Linked DNA regions of Mus musculus: region 1 is linked to region 2. Evidence: chromatin contacts called from public HiChIP or PLAC-seq data. All regions are on one chromosome and are shown on one strand. The core of a region is the stretch at or near the end of the contact, and the rest is flanking DNA. Distances in the headings are between cores, read along the strand shown.

The links. HiChIP or PLAC-seq counts read pairs in DNA pulled down with a chosen protein or histone mark.
Region 1: a contact with region 2 is called in an SMC1A HiChIP or PLAC-seq map of large pre-B cells, with 8 times the contacts expected there. The contact joins two enhancer-like sites. A contact is called at or near these places in 1 of 15 datasets of contacts at CTCF or cohesin (large pre-B cells) and 1 of 115 datasets of contacts at active chromatin or transcription factors (embryonic stem cells).

What each region holds. Positions count from the first base shown.
Region 1 is chr8:104,074,743-104,080,859 of GRCm38.p6, reverse strand. No RefSeq gene overlaps it. Among named protein-coding and RNA genes, the nearest start is that of Gm39236, 18 kb to the right of the region's middle. Within about 2 kb of position 4,434, at least 25 of the 459 cell types and tissues checked have an H3K27ac peak or open chromatin away from gene starts, as enhancers often do.
Region 2 is chr8:103,195,134-103,201,276 of GRCm38.p6, reverse strand. No RefSeq gene overlaps it. Among named protein-coding and RNA genes, the nearest start is that of Gm32531, 73 kb to the left of the region's middle. Within about 2 kb of position 4,361, at least 6 of the 459 cell types and tissues checked have an H3K27ac peak or open chromatin away from gene starts, as enhancers often do.

The sequences.
Region 1 (6,117 bases), core at 3,185-5,684, 880 kb before region 2:
AATGAATGTGGCTGCCCTTGCATTTGGAGCATAGATATTCAGAATTAAGAGTTCCTCTTGGAAGATTTTACCTTTGATGAGTATGAAGTGTCCCTCCTTGTCTTTTTTGATAACTTTGAGTTGGAAGTTGATTTTATTTGATATTAGAATGGCTTCTCCAGCTTGTTTCTTCAGACCATTTGCTTGGAAAATTGTTTTCCAGCCTTTCACTCTGAGGTAGTGTCTGTCTTTTTCCCTGAGATGGGTTTCCTGTAAGCAGCAAAATGTTGGGTCCTGTTTGTGTAGCCAGTCTGTTAATCTATGTCTTTTTATTGGGGAATTGAGTCCATTGATATTAAGTGATATTAAGGAAAAGTAATTGTTGCTTCCTGTTATTTTTGTTGTTAGAGTTGGCATTCTGTTCTTGTGGCTGTCTTCTTTTTGGTTTGTTGAAGGATTACTTTCTTGTTTTTTCTAGGGCGTGGTTTCCATCCCTTTTTTTTTTTTTCTGTTAGTATCCTTTGAAGGGCTGAATTCATGGAAAGATAATGTGTGAATTTGGGTTTGTTGTGGAATACTTTGGTTTCTCCATCTATGGTAATTGAGAGTTTGGCTAGGTATAGTACCCTGGGCTGGCATTTGTGTTCTCTTATTGTCTGTATAACATCTGTCCAGGATCTTCTGGCTTTCATAGTCTCTGGTGAAAAGTCTGGTGTAATTCTGATAGGCCTGCCTTTATATGTTACTTGACCTTTTTCCCTTACTGCTTTAATATTCTATCTTTATTTAGTGCATTTGTTGTTCTGATTACTATGTGTCGGGAGGAATTTCTTTTCTGGTCCAGTCTACTTGGAGTTCTGTAGGCTTCTTGTATGTTCATGGGCGTGTCTTTCTTTAGGTTTGGGAAGTTTTCTTCTATAATTTTGTTGAAGATATTTGCTGGCCCTTTAAATTGAAAATCTTCATTCTTATCTACTCCTATTATCCGTAGGTTTGGTCTTCTCATTGTGTCCTGGATTTCCTGGATGTTTTGAGTTAGGATCTTTTTGCATTTTGTATTTTCTTTGATTGTTGTGTCGATGTTCTCTATGGAATCTTCTGCACCTGAGATTTTCTCTTCCATCTCTTGTATTCTGTTGCTGATTCCAGATTTCTTTTCTAGGTTTTCCTTCTCCAGCATTGCCTCACTTTTGGTTTTCTTTAATGTGTCTACTTCCCTTTTTAGGTCTTGGATGGTTTTATTCAATTCCATCATCTGTTTGGTCGTGTTTTCCAGCAATACTTTTAGGGATTTTTGTGCTTCCTCTTTAAGGTGTTCTACTTGTATAGCAGTGTTCTCCTGTATTTCTTTAAGTGAGTTATTAAAGTCCTTTTTGATGTCCTCTACCATCATCATGAGATATGCTTTTAGATCCGAGTCTATCTTTTCTGGTGTGTTGGTGTGCCCAGGTCTGGATGGGGTGGGAGTGCTGCTTTCTGATGATGGTGAGTGGTCTTGGTTTCTGTTAGTAAGATTCTTACCTTTGCCTTTCGCCATCTGGTCATCTCTGGAGTTAGTTGTTATAGTTGTCTCTGGTTAGAGCTTGTTCCTCAGGTGATTATGTTGGCCTCTATCAGGAGACATGGGAGACTAGCTCTCTCCTGAGTTTCACCGATCAGAGTACTCTCTTCAGGCAAGCTCTCCTCTTGCAGGGAAGGTGCCCAGATATCTGGTGTTCGAACCTGCCTCCTGTCAGAAGTTGTGTTCCATTCACCAGAAGTCCTAAGATCCCATGGAGAGTCCTCTGTGGATCTTGGGGGTGTCCGCAGACTCTGTGCCAAAGGTGCCCCGGTGCTGGCGCCGACCGGAAGGTCGGGAATACATTTCTAATCACCCAGAAGTTGCCTGATGTCCCTGCCAAGTCCACATCCACACTTTCCCAGCCAGAGGTGAGCATGAGATAGACCATGCAGATTCTTCTTGTGAGTTATGGAGCTGTGTATAAACAGGATCTCCAGGCCCAGATCCACTGTGTACATGTTCTTTCTCAGCATCGTGCCCATGTGACTCCTTTGTAGTGACTGTATGGATTTTTAACTTGCTGGGAAATACTCCATTATGTGCTGTGTACAATGCAACCTGGTACCTTTTGTTTACCCAGCTTTCCGTTTGTACTTGGGCCTTTTTCTTCTTCTTCTGTGTGGGGGCAATTACAGACAGGACATTTCCTCCACTCAGGGCTTCTGTTCCATGCCTGGCATTGTTCTATTGTGTTCCGGTCCTGGGTGTCTGTCCTGCTTTCCTTTCTCTCTGGGCACCTGTTTGGCTGCTGGGACTTAGGGTGTTTGACCTGGACCTGTGGTGGTCCTGTGGGGTCTCACACTATCTCGGGAGGCCAAGCTGTGGCTCTAACAGTCTTAGTCTGGGGAGAACACTGGGAACTACATGTGCTTGCTTCTCTATTCTTGCTGATGCTAACATCTGTGGGCCACCTTTTAGCACTGGGTGCTCTTGCCTAACTCTTCATCTGCATCCCTTGGCTGTCAGCCAGTCGGGAGGCCGCTTGTATGCCTCCAACGAGCCTTCAAGGATGCTTCTGGAACTGGGATATTTATCAGAGACAGATCAGGAAAGCCAGCACCGTAAGACAGGCAGCTCTGTGCTGCCTTGGGGGACACATTCTTGGCTGTCTTCCCAAAACGTTCGTTGTGTGGTACTGTCTGTCAGTATTAACAAGCATAGGAGTCCCTAAATGTTTTTATTTGTGTGTGTGTGTGTGTGTGTGCACGCATGTGGGTGCACACATCTAGTAGTATGTACATTCCTGCATATAAGCATGCATTTATTTGATTTGTATGTTATCATAAAATATTTTCTCTTAGTTAGGCATGATGGTGTGTGTGTATAATCTCAGAGTCTAGGAGGCTGGGGCAGGTAAGTAAAAGGCCAGCCTGGGCTACACAACAAGACCGAGTCTCAAGAAAACAGTGCAAAACAACAAATATGAGATTTCTCCTAAACAGTGTGGTTTTGTTTTAAAGGTATCTGTTCCACTTCCTTCCTTGTCCCCTCAAAGATCTTGGCTAACATAAGACATCAAGGCAACACCTTCTTTGTAGATGGAAGAGGTAAGATCCATGTTTATTTTGCCCCTTCCCATGGCGTAGCCACAGGCAACAGACACCTTAGCTCCTGCCATAGGCAGGGAACCTAACATGGGCTTTAGCTATGTTTGGAAGGGACAGGATGGGGGGGGGAAATAACGCTGTAGGATGATAAAGTGCTTGGAAGAGATGGTGAATGTCTGTTGACCATGCACGCAAATCTGAGTTGTAACATGTTACTTTTAGCTGCGTTGATCTTGAGAAAACTACTCTCTGTGCTTCCGTGTCTCGAAGAAGTCATCTCTAGTTGAGAGGGCCAATATGGCAGATGCCAGTCACCTGTGGCCAGAGCGCTCGGAATGTGAGACCAGATTTTAGCTTAATTTTAATTATTTAACATTTAAATTCAAATTGCTGTGACTAATGGCTGTGATATAGAATCCACCACTAGAGGACAGCACTGGGTGGCTTCAAGCCACATATATACACAACCTCCACCTCACCAAACCCAGTGTAATCCAATTTAGTGAAAATAAATAAATAAATAAATAAATAAAACAAACAAATAAATAAATAAATAAAAGCTCTGCCTGCTCTTTCTCTGTTTCCCACATGTATTTTCCTTTTCCTTTTGAACTACGGATACCAAAGGCTGGGAGAGGCTGACCTTCTTAATGGGGACACTGGAGGGCAGCAATGGGTACTTTCAGAATGCTCAATCCCAGGAGGTTTTCCGAGTCCCCTGGCAGTGCACTGCTTGTGGCTGATGGCCAGCAGCCTCAGGGGAATGCCAGAAAGCTGTGTTTGCTGAGCTCTGTCCTCTTTTTCCTGTGCGGGGCAGTGGGGTGGGGGTGGGGTCGTGAAAGTGGGGGTTTGGATGTTTTACAAACAAGTTCAAGTTCCCTAGTTTGTTGGTTCCCATAGCAGTTGGGCTGTCAGCTGCTCAAACCGTTTTGTTCTGCAACCACGTTTGAAAACAATGTGAGGAAGAATAAACAACTGTGAATGTGGAGTCAAGGGGACCTGAGCGTGAAGCCCAGCTTGGCTGCCTGCCTGCTGTGGACCTTGGACAAATTGCATGGCAATTCTGGATCCTTGGTCTCCTCTTCTGACACATCATAACCTGGTGGAAGGAGCTGCATCTGTACGAAATCATCTCCATTTGGTTATTCACTGGGCCTGTGATGACCACCTTAAAAAAATACCTGAGGGTAATCAACCTACAAATAGCAAAGACTTTTTTAAACTCATGGGTTTGGAGGGTCCCACCCATGACTTATTGGGTCAATTGCTTCCGTCTGTCTTACGGTAAGGCAGCCCATCAATGGAAACAGCACGTGACAAACCAAAGCCACTTACTTCATCGGCCAAGAAACAAAGGAGAATGAGAGAGTAAACTGAGCAGTTTCCTCCAGAGGCCACCCATCCCCAGTGACCTAAAGACCTCACTAAATTTCACCTCTCAAAAGCCATGTTTACCTTTCAGCTTCACCATCATGGGGACCATGCCTTAACACACAGCCTTTGGGGGATATTCCAGATGGGAACTTCAGCAGGCCTGGATAACAGTGCTTCTGATTTGCTTCCACTATGACTACTGAGTTCCTGCCAAATGAAGAGAAGAGGACATTTATCCAGATCATGTAGCCTAGTCAGTGGCAGAGCCAGGGTTCAAACCCTGCCCTACCTGCTGTCAATACCTTTTTCTGCCTGACCATGCTACAGGTGTGGAGCCAGGCACTGTGTAACAGAAGGGACAGAGGTGACAACAGTGAGGAGGAAGGAGGACTGCAGGCCTAGGTTCCTCCAGCCACAGCAGATGACCTTCGGCTGCTTGGACAGATGAACTGAGGGACCCCAGTGTCTTCATCTGGGAGACTGAAGTGGTTCTGCTTACAGCCTTCAGCACCCGCCTTTTTGAAGATAAAGCGGGATCTTCAAGATGAGGGTGTCTGGCACAGCAGGTCACCGGCCCATATTCAAAGGCGACAGGAGGCCTGGCATGTCAGGAAAATTCAGGAAGAGGGACACCAGCTGAGGGTCTGGACTCAAGGATGTGGCAGGGGTGGGAGAAATGGGAAGGGGTGGGTTGCAAGGCTCCACAGTCCTTGGATCTGGCCTAGAAAAGATCCGGGAAGCTGGGTGAAGTTACACACGAGCTGTGCACTAGGTGCCTGTGTCCTTTGGGTTCTAGAGGGGAGAAAATGTCTGAGAATCATTGTTTTTATATCTTTGTCTCGGGGAAACCATACATGTTCACCACTGGGTTGACCTTTCAGGTTGCTTAGGCGTCTCTTGGCACTGTAGGAGAGTGAGGGGCCTGTGTTTGTGTTTCCTGATGCACAGCGGCCTTTCCCGTCACATCTGTTACCTCTCAGCTTTCCACTCACTTCTGTTTCCCATTTTCTTTTGTGTGTGTGTGTGTGTGTGTGTGTGTGTATGTGCGTGTATGCACACGTGCGTGAGTTCATGGATGTATACACTTGTGCATATCTGTTTACATGTGTATGTGTACTTGTGCAGGTGTGTGTACATGTGTTATGTACATGTATGTATGTGCTTATGCATGTGTATGTGTATACGTGTATGATTGTGTGTGTGTGCATAGGCCACAGGCTAATCTAAGGTGACACTCCTCAGATGTGTTATGTACATGTATGTATGTGCTTATGCATGTGTATGTGTATATGTGTATGATTGTGTGTGTGTGCATAGGCCACAGGCCAATCTAAGGTGACATTCTTCAGATGCTGTCCACCTTATTTTTTGACACAGCGACTCTCACGGGACCTGGGTCTTGCCAGTCAGGTTAGGCTGGCAGGTCAGTGAATCTCAGGAGTCTCCCCTACCACCTCTGTCTGCCCACCACTGTATTACAAGCACACACAACGATAGCTGGCTTTTGATGTGTGTACTGGGCATTGAGCTCAAGTCTGTATGCGTGTATGGCCAGCACTTTACTGACTGAGCCACTATACTAAGTTTTCTACCTTCCTTGAAAACCTCACTGTGGTCCCCCTCTGGGGACTGATTGTGAAGTAAGTGTGTGTGTGT
Region 2 (6,143 bases), core at 3,112-5,611:
CCCCGAGTTCAGCCCGATGGTTGGCTCCAAGCATCGTCCTCTGCACTGGTCAGTTGCTGATCGGACCTCCCCAGGGACTGCCACACTAAGTATGATATCATGGGATGGGGGTGTTGATGAAGGGGGTAACCACGAAGTGGGATATCATTTGAGATGTAAATGAATGGAATGATTAATATTAATAAAAGAAAAATATATCAAGAAAAAAAAAGAATGAGAATGTCTAGAGACATTTTGGGGGGGGGGGGAGAATATGCAGTCAGATGCATACTGTCAGGAAAGAAGCATGGGATATTAGGACACCAAGGGAAACTTGGTATAATGATGTAAGTGTTGGAGCATAAAAAACCGAAGGCAATGGATGAGTTGAACTCACGTTGCTGAGTTTGAACCATTCAATGAAAGACACAGGAAAGTGAACTTTCCATGCTGGGTGAATGGGTGGGATGTCAAAACGTCCGTACCTAACAAAGCACCTCATATTTCAGAAGATAGAAGAAGGAGATGACTCATTTAGAGATTTAGACCTGGAATGCACAAAGAATATGAATATAACCTGACATCAGTAACCTTAGTGGTTTTCCCCTGCTCACCTTGATAGCTGGAAGCTCAATGCTATGCTGCTTCAATTTCTAATTGACACTAATTCCCTTCGCCGCATCATCCAGGACTCGTGTATGTCTGAAGTGTGTGGCTGAAGCACTGTTTATATCTCCACATCTGCCTTTCGTTTATGTTTTCAGCTTGGATGCTGATGCCTCTGCACGGTGTTGCTTTATTCAGTGTGGCCAACTTAGGATCCCTTGCCTGGGCTCCTTCAGCCCTTGGTTCTATTCTGTTGAGGTCATGTGTCACACTCTAAGACACTGCTTAGATACTTGTCTGTAGTCTCCCTTCTCCCTTCCTCTCATCATCTAATTATATAAACTGGCTGTGAGCCCAGAAGGATAAAGACCTGGTGATTGAATAAGGAGGTCACTTCAGTTGACCTATGTTCTAAGATTCATGGAGTTTGGTTAAAAAAAAAATTGGACTACGTTTTTTAAAAAGTTAACTCTGAAACTGAAGATGTAAGTCAAGGGTAGAGAGCTTTCCTACCATGTGGAAGGACTTGGGTTGGCTCTCCTGTAACGTGCTCACACACTCGCACGTGGGTGCAGACACACACACACACACACACACACACACACACACACACACACACACACACGAACCCACCCACACAGAGTCAGTTACATAAGTATTTATTAGGATGAATGCATGAAATGGCTTGTTAAGACAGACTGCTAAAATGTACATAAGAGATATATGTTAGACAGATGGCAGTGTGGCTTTCTTTTTTAAAATGTCGCCAGCTTTCTGATCCTAAATGGTAACAGCTGTAGGACCATGTGCTGTCCAATACCGTTCTACCCTGGCAGTTTCTTACATTCCTGCCATTATGATAGGATTTATAAGGATCCCTTTCAAAGGAGGGGAATCAGGGAGAGATTTGAGGGAGATGTAAAAATAGTCTCATAGTTAAGTGAACAGAAACTACCAAACTGAATTGCTGTTGAAATATAACGTGCAGAAGGGAACTAATCCAGTAAGAGCACTGAGGTAATTCACCAAGGCCTTTGCACCTCGGCCATCAGCAGAGAAACTCTCAGCCTGATTGCAGCTACTGAGGGTCTGAAGCCAGAGAGAGATCTAGATGCAGCCCTTGAACACTTCTAGGGAATTCTGTGGAATTATTAAAATGTTAATTCAGAAGCCACATCAAGATAATGCAGAAGGGTTGGAACTCCACAGGCCAAGGTGGCAACTGAAGCTGAGACATGTAAGGAAGACTGGGGCTTCAGGTTGAAGGGTCTGAAGCATCTAGCGTGGGGGTGCTATTTCATCAAAAAATGCTTTCAAAAAGGTTTTGTTGTTGTTGTCTGCCTGACTTTGTTTTTGCTTTGCTTAGTAACACTGACCAGCCAGAGGCCTGAATTGTTTCACTTTCATGCCCTGTTTATTTCTGCACACTTGCCACAGCCCTTACCACCTTCACCCCTCTTCCTCTGTGTCTAACTCAATCTCTCTCTCTCTCTCTCTCTCTCTCTCTCTCTGTGTGTGTGTGTGTGTGTGTGTGTGTGTGTGTGTGTGTGTATGTGTCACACATCTGAGTACACAGACTCATATACACATAGGCATGCAGGCATGCATACACGTACAGATTCAAACATACACAGATACAGGCAGACAAACAGATATACAGACAGACAGACACACACATACAGAGACAGACAGACAGGCACAGAGAGACAGACAGACAAATGCAGAGAGACAGACAGACAAATGCAGAGAGACAGACACATGCAGATACACACAAACACATACACACACATATATGCACACATGAATGCACATAAATATTCACACACAGGTCTGTGAGAGGCAGACAGACACACAGAAGTAGACACTCATACACAGACAGACAGGCAGACAGGCAGACAGACAGACACGTCTCATACCTCTTCTTTATCTGCTGGTCCTGGGTCACTGAGAGTTCAAGGTTGGTCACCATCAAGCCTGATTATTATGGAACAGGAAACATTCCCAACTCACATTTTGCTGCAATCATTACTGAGGTCCCCAGGAAAAGCAATCTATAGTGACAGTAATCAGAAGAAGTCTGCAGGAGGTCGAGTGGCTAGGAAAACCAAGTGAGAAGTCCTGCCTACGTGAATCAGAGGTTTTCTGCAATTGCTTGATGTGATTTCCACAGCAGATATAAAGATGTGGGATGGCTGAATAGTATACAACCCTAAAGCCAAGAGAATAAAGCACATTCTTCGCAGATGAGACACTGTGTTTGGCAATGTTCCCTCTGAATTAAAAGAATCCTGGCAACTAAAGAGCTTAGAAATATTAGGATTGGAAGGGTCTACCTCCTATACTTGTTTTCTTTCTGAATCAAATTTTATCATGTTTTGTGGTAAAACATCTTTCTGTAGACATGTAATTATATAAAAAGCTCTTGGGTCATCAACAAATGATAAGTGAAATATTTGTGTTTTACTCTCCAAGTGTAGTTGTGTTCTCTTCTTCGGGTCATTTCTTCATCGTTCCTTCCCAATGCTACTAAAGAAGGAAACTAGACAGTAGAGTATATCCCCTCAATTAAATAGTAACTGCTGTACTGTTTTAACTTTATGAAAATCAAACCGTTTGGGAGTTGAAATGTCTTATTAACTCTAACCTTTGCCATAAACACACAATGAGAAGATTTTTGCCAAGCAGAAACTTACACCAAATGCCAGATATTTTTGATGGTTCTGAGAATATTAGATCCTTCGTCTAGTCTAAATCTCTCCCTCTTCTAGGATGGAGCTTAGAGACCTCGATTGAGGATCACAGAAGATCAAGATTCCTGTCAAGGAGATGAGGTGGCTCGACTAGGTTGAATGAAGAATGATGCAGGGAACTAGTGTGAGGAATTCCCTTCTGAGAAATGGGAGATCTCCATGGCAGAGGAAAGCAAATCCACAATCCATGAAGTGAAAAGAATATTTAAGCTGGCATTAGGGATGGAGGCAAGGAGAAAAGGGATGGAGGGGACGGAGGTGCCAGTTCTCAATATCAGGTGTCTTCTACAGCAGCTCATTATCAGATATTAATTAGGCACATACACTGGACTAAGCTCAGCTCAGTAGTGAAGGCCCCGATGACAGCAGTGATCAGAAATATCTACTGATACCCTGCCCCACCTCAGAGTGGCATTTTATGTTCCAATAGCACAGCATGGGAGGTTAGAATGAAATTAATATTTTGTCAACCAGTTATAGAGTGACTAGAATTAGGTTCAAGTCTTAATTCTTTGCCATTCACTATTTATCTACCATATAGTGTGTGTGTGTGTCTGTGTTTTCTGTCTATCTGTCTGCACGTGCTTGTGTATGATGGGAGGGAGGAGCAAAAGAGAGAGGGGGCAGAGCTTAAAAGCAAGCATGTGCCACTGCACACATAATAGAGTCAGAGGAAAACTTGTAACTTTTCCAGGGTTTGGTTCTTTTTTTCCACTCTTGCTTTGAGCCAGGGTCTCTCTTTCTCTTTCTATACCTGTGCTACATGCTCTAGGCTAGCTGATTCACAAGCTTCCAGCCCCCTTTTCCATCTCTGCCTCTTAATTGTAAGAAAAAAAAAAGTCAACTCCAGGTCACAAATGGGATGAGGGATGCTGAAGACAAAACATAAATTCCTCTAGAATTTCCATTTCAAAACAGATAAACTTTATTAGAGAAGAGAAGACCTCTGTAGTCACGGCAGATGATTTGCCGGTAGCAGCCAAGTATCTCGTCCTCCTTCCAGGAAGTGGGTTTTCATGCTCTGGAGGTCAGAGAGAGGCTGGTGGCTAGAAGCAAATACAGCAGGGCTTCTGGGCATGTCAGTGGCAGATCAACAAGATTCGGTTCCTCTTGATCAGTTTACTAAAGGATACATGAACAACTGCCTTTCTTCTGCTGCATGGTTTCTAATGATGATCATTCCATTTCCTTGATGAACATAGGAAGGGATTTAAGTGCACTGATTTGCCTATTGGTGTTATAGATGTTTGTTGACCCAGAGCTATTTATTTTAATAGTTTCAATTTTGGCTGCTTTTATGCAGAGGAAATGTGTCACAAGCATATAATACCCAGCACACTAACATTAAGCCCATTGCTAGCAGCCAGACTTATTCTTTCTCCCCAGCCTTTTCGTATTGGCATTTTGTTTTATGGATTGCATGACAGCAAAAGTGATTCACACCTCGGATTTAAGAAAAAATTCACTGATCTGGGAGTAGCAGTTATGAGTACACAAGTGGACATTATTGTATGCCCTGTCTGAGTTGGTTATCCAATTATTAATTGTGTCACTTTGTGTAGCCTCATAACTTTCATTTGGATGGAGTCCTTATGATACGTGTCCTTCTTGAATTTGAAAATGGAAGAAATTAAATCTTAGACTGCAGCCTATACCTTAATTTTCCTCTAAACTTATGATCCCTGTTTTGAAAAATCTATGTAGTAAATATTACTTTAGAGACTGAAAGACAGTATTTCCCAACCCAGCTTCATAGCAGCCCTTCAGGGGCAGATGATAGGCCTTGGCTGATGAGACAGAGAAGGCTGAGATACTGTTCAGCACTATGTCTGGCAAGCAGATCCAGAGAAGGCAACCTACAAGAGCATCTGCGGCCATCTACACAGGAGCCTCTTGTCTGTGTTTCTGTCTGCTTGCTGATGACTCTGACCTGCACAGGGGGTTTGTCAGTCTCTCCCTGTGCCTTGGATTTTTAATCTGCTCTAAGCTAATGCTGTGACCACATCACTCTGTTGGAAGCTGAGGGCCTGAGAGCAAGCTGGAGGCCTCATGGCTGTGAGTGATGGGGCCAACCTTCCTACTTGCCATTAATAAACTGAGCTGTTCACATTTCTCTGTGGCATAGCTTGACATTTAGGCAGAACGTTTGTAATTCCAATAAACAGCTCAGGAGGTGGTGTGTGTGTGTGCGTGTATGTGTGTGTGTGTTGCACAATTAAAAGCTAAGCCAGGAAGGCTAAGGTTTTCATTAAAAGCCAGCGGCTTTAACTTATTTAATGTTTCAGGATCTGGAGAGAGTACAAATCAGAATTAGGCCTCCAGGGGACAGCTTTTTACATAGAACCTGATGGATACCCATCTGACCATCTGACTATTGGTCTGTAGGCAGCAGCGTGACTCTTAGGTTAGGAAAGAAAAAAAAAATAAAGAAAAAGGAAAAATAACCCATGAACATAGTCATTGGAAGAAATCAGACGTGTGATTATTTTTCCCTCGCTACAACAGTACCCGAGAGATCTCCCAGTCCCTTCTTTGATTAATATTGCTTGCAGTGGTTGCACACTGTTCAACCTGGCATTGCATTTATCAAAATTTGCCAGAGCAGACAGGCATTGCCATGTGAAAAGAATGACTGTAAAGGGTCCATGTGCCTTGCGGGGAATATCTGAGCACCAGGAACGCAGGAGGTGGGCATGCCAGGGTAGTGGGCTCACAGCCTGGACTCTCGTTCTCTTCTTTCCAAATAGCGAGTTCCAATTTCCAAGTCCCATAAGCAGCTCTTTGGCTTTACTCTTGTCTTTCACATTA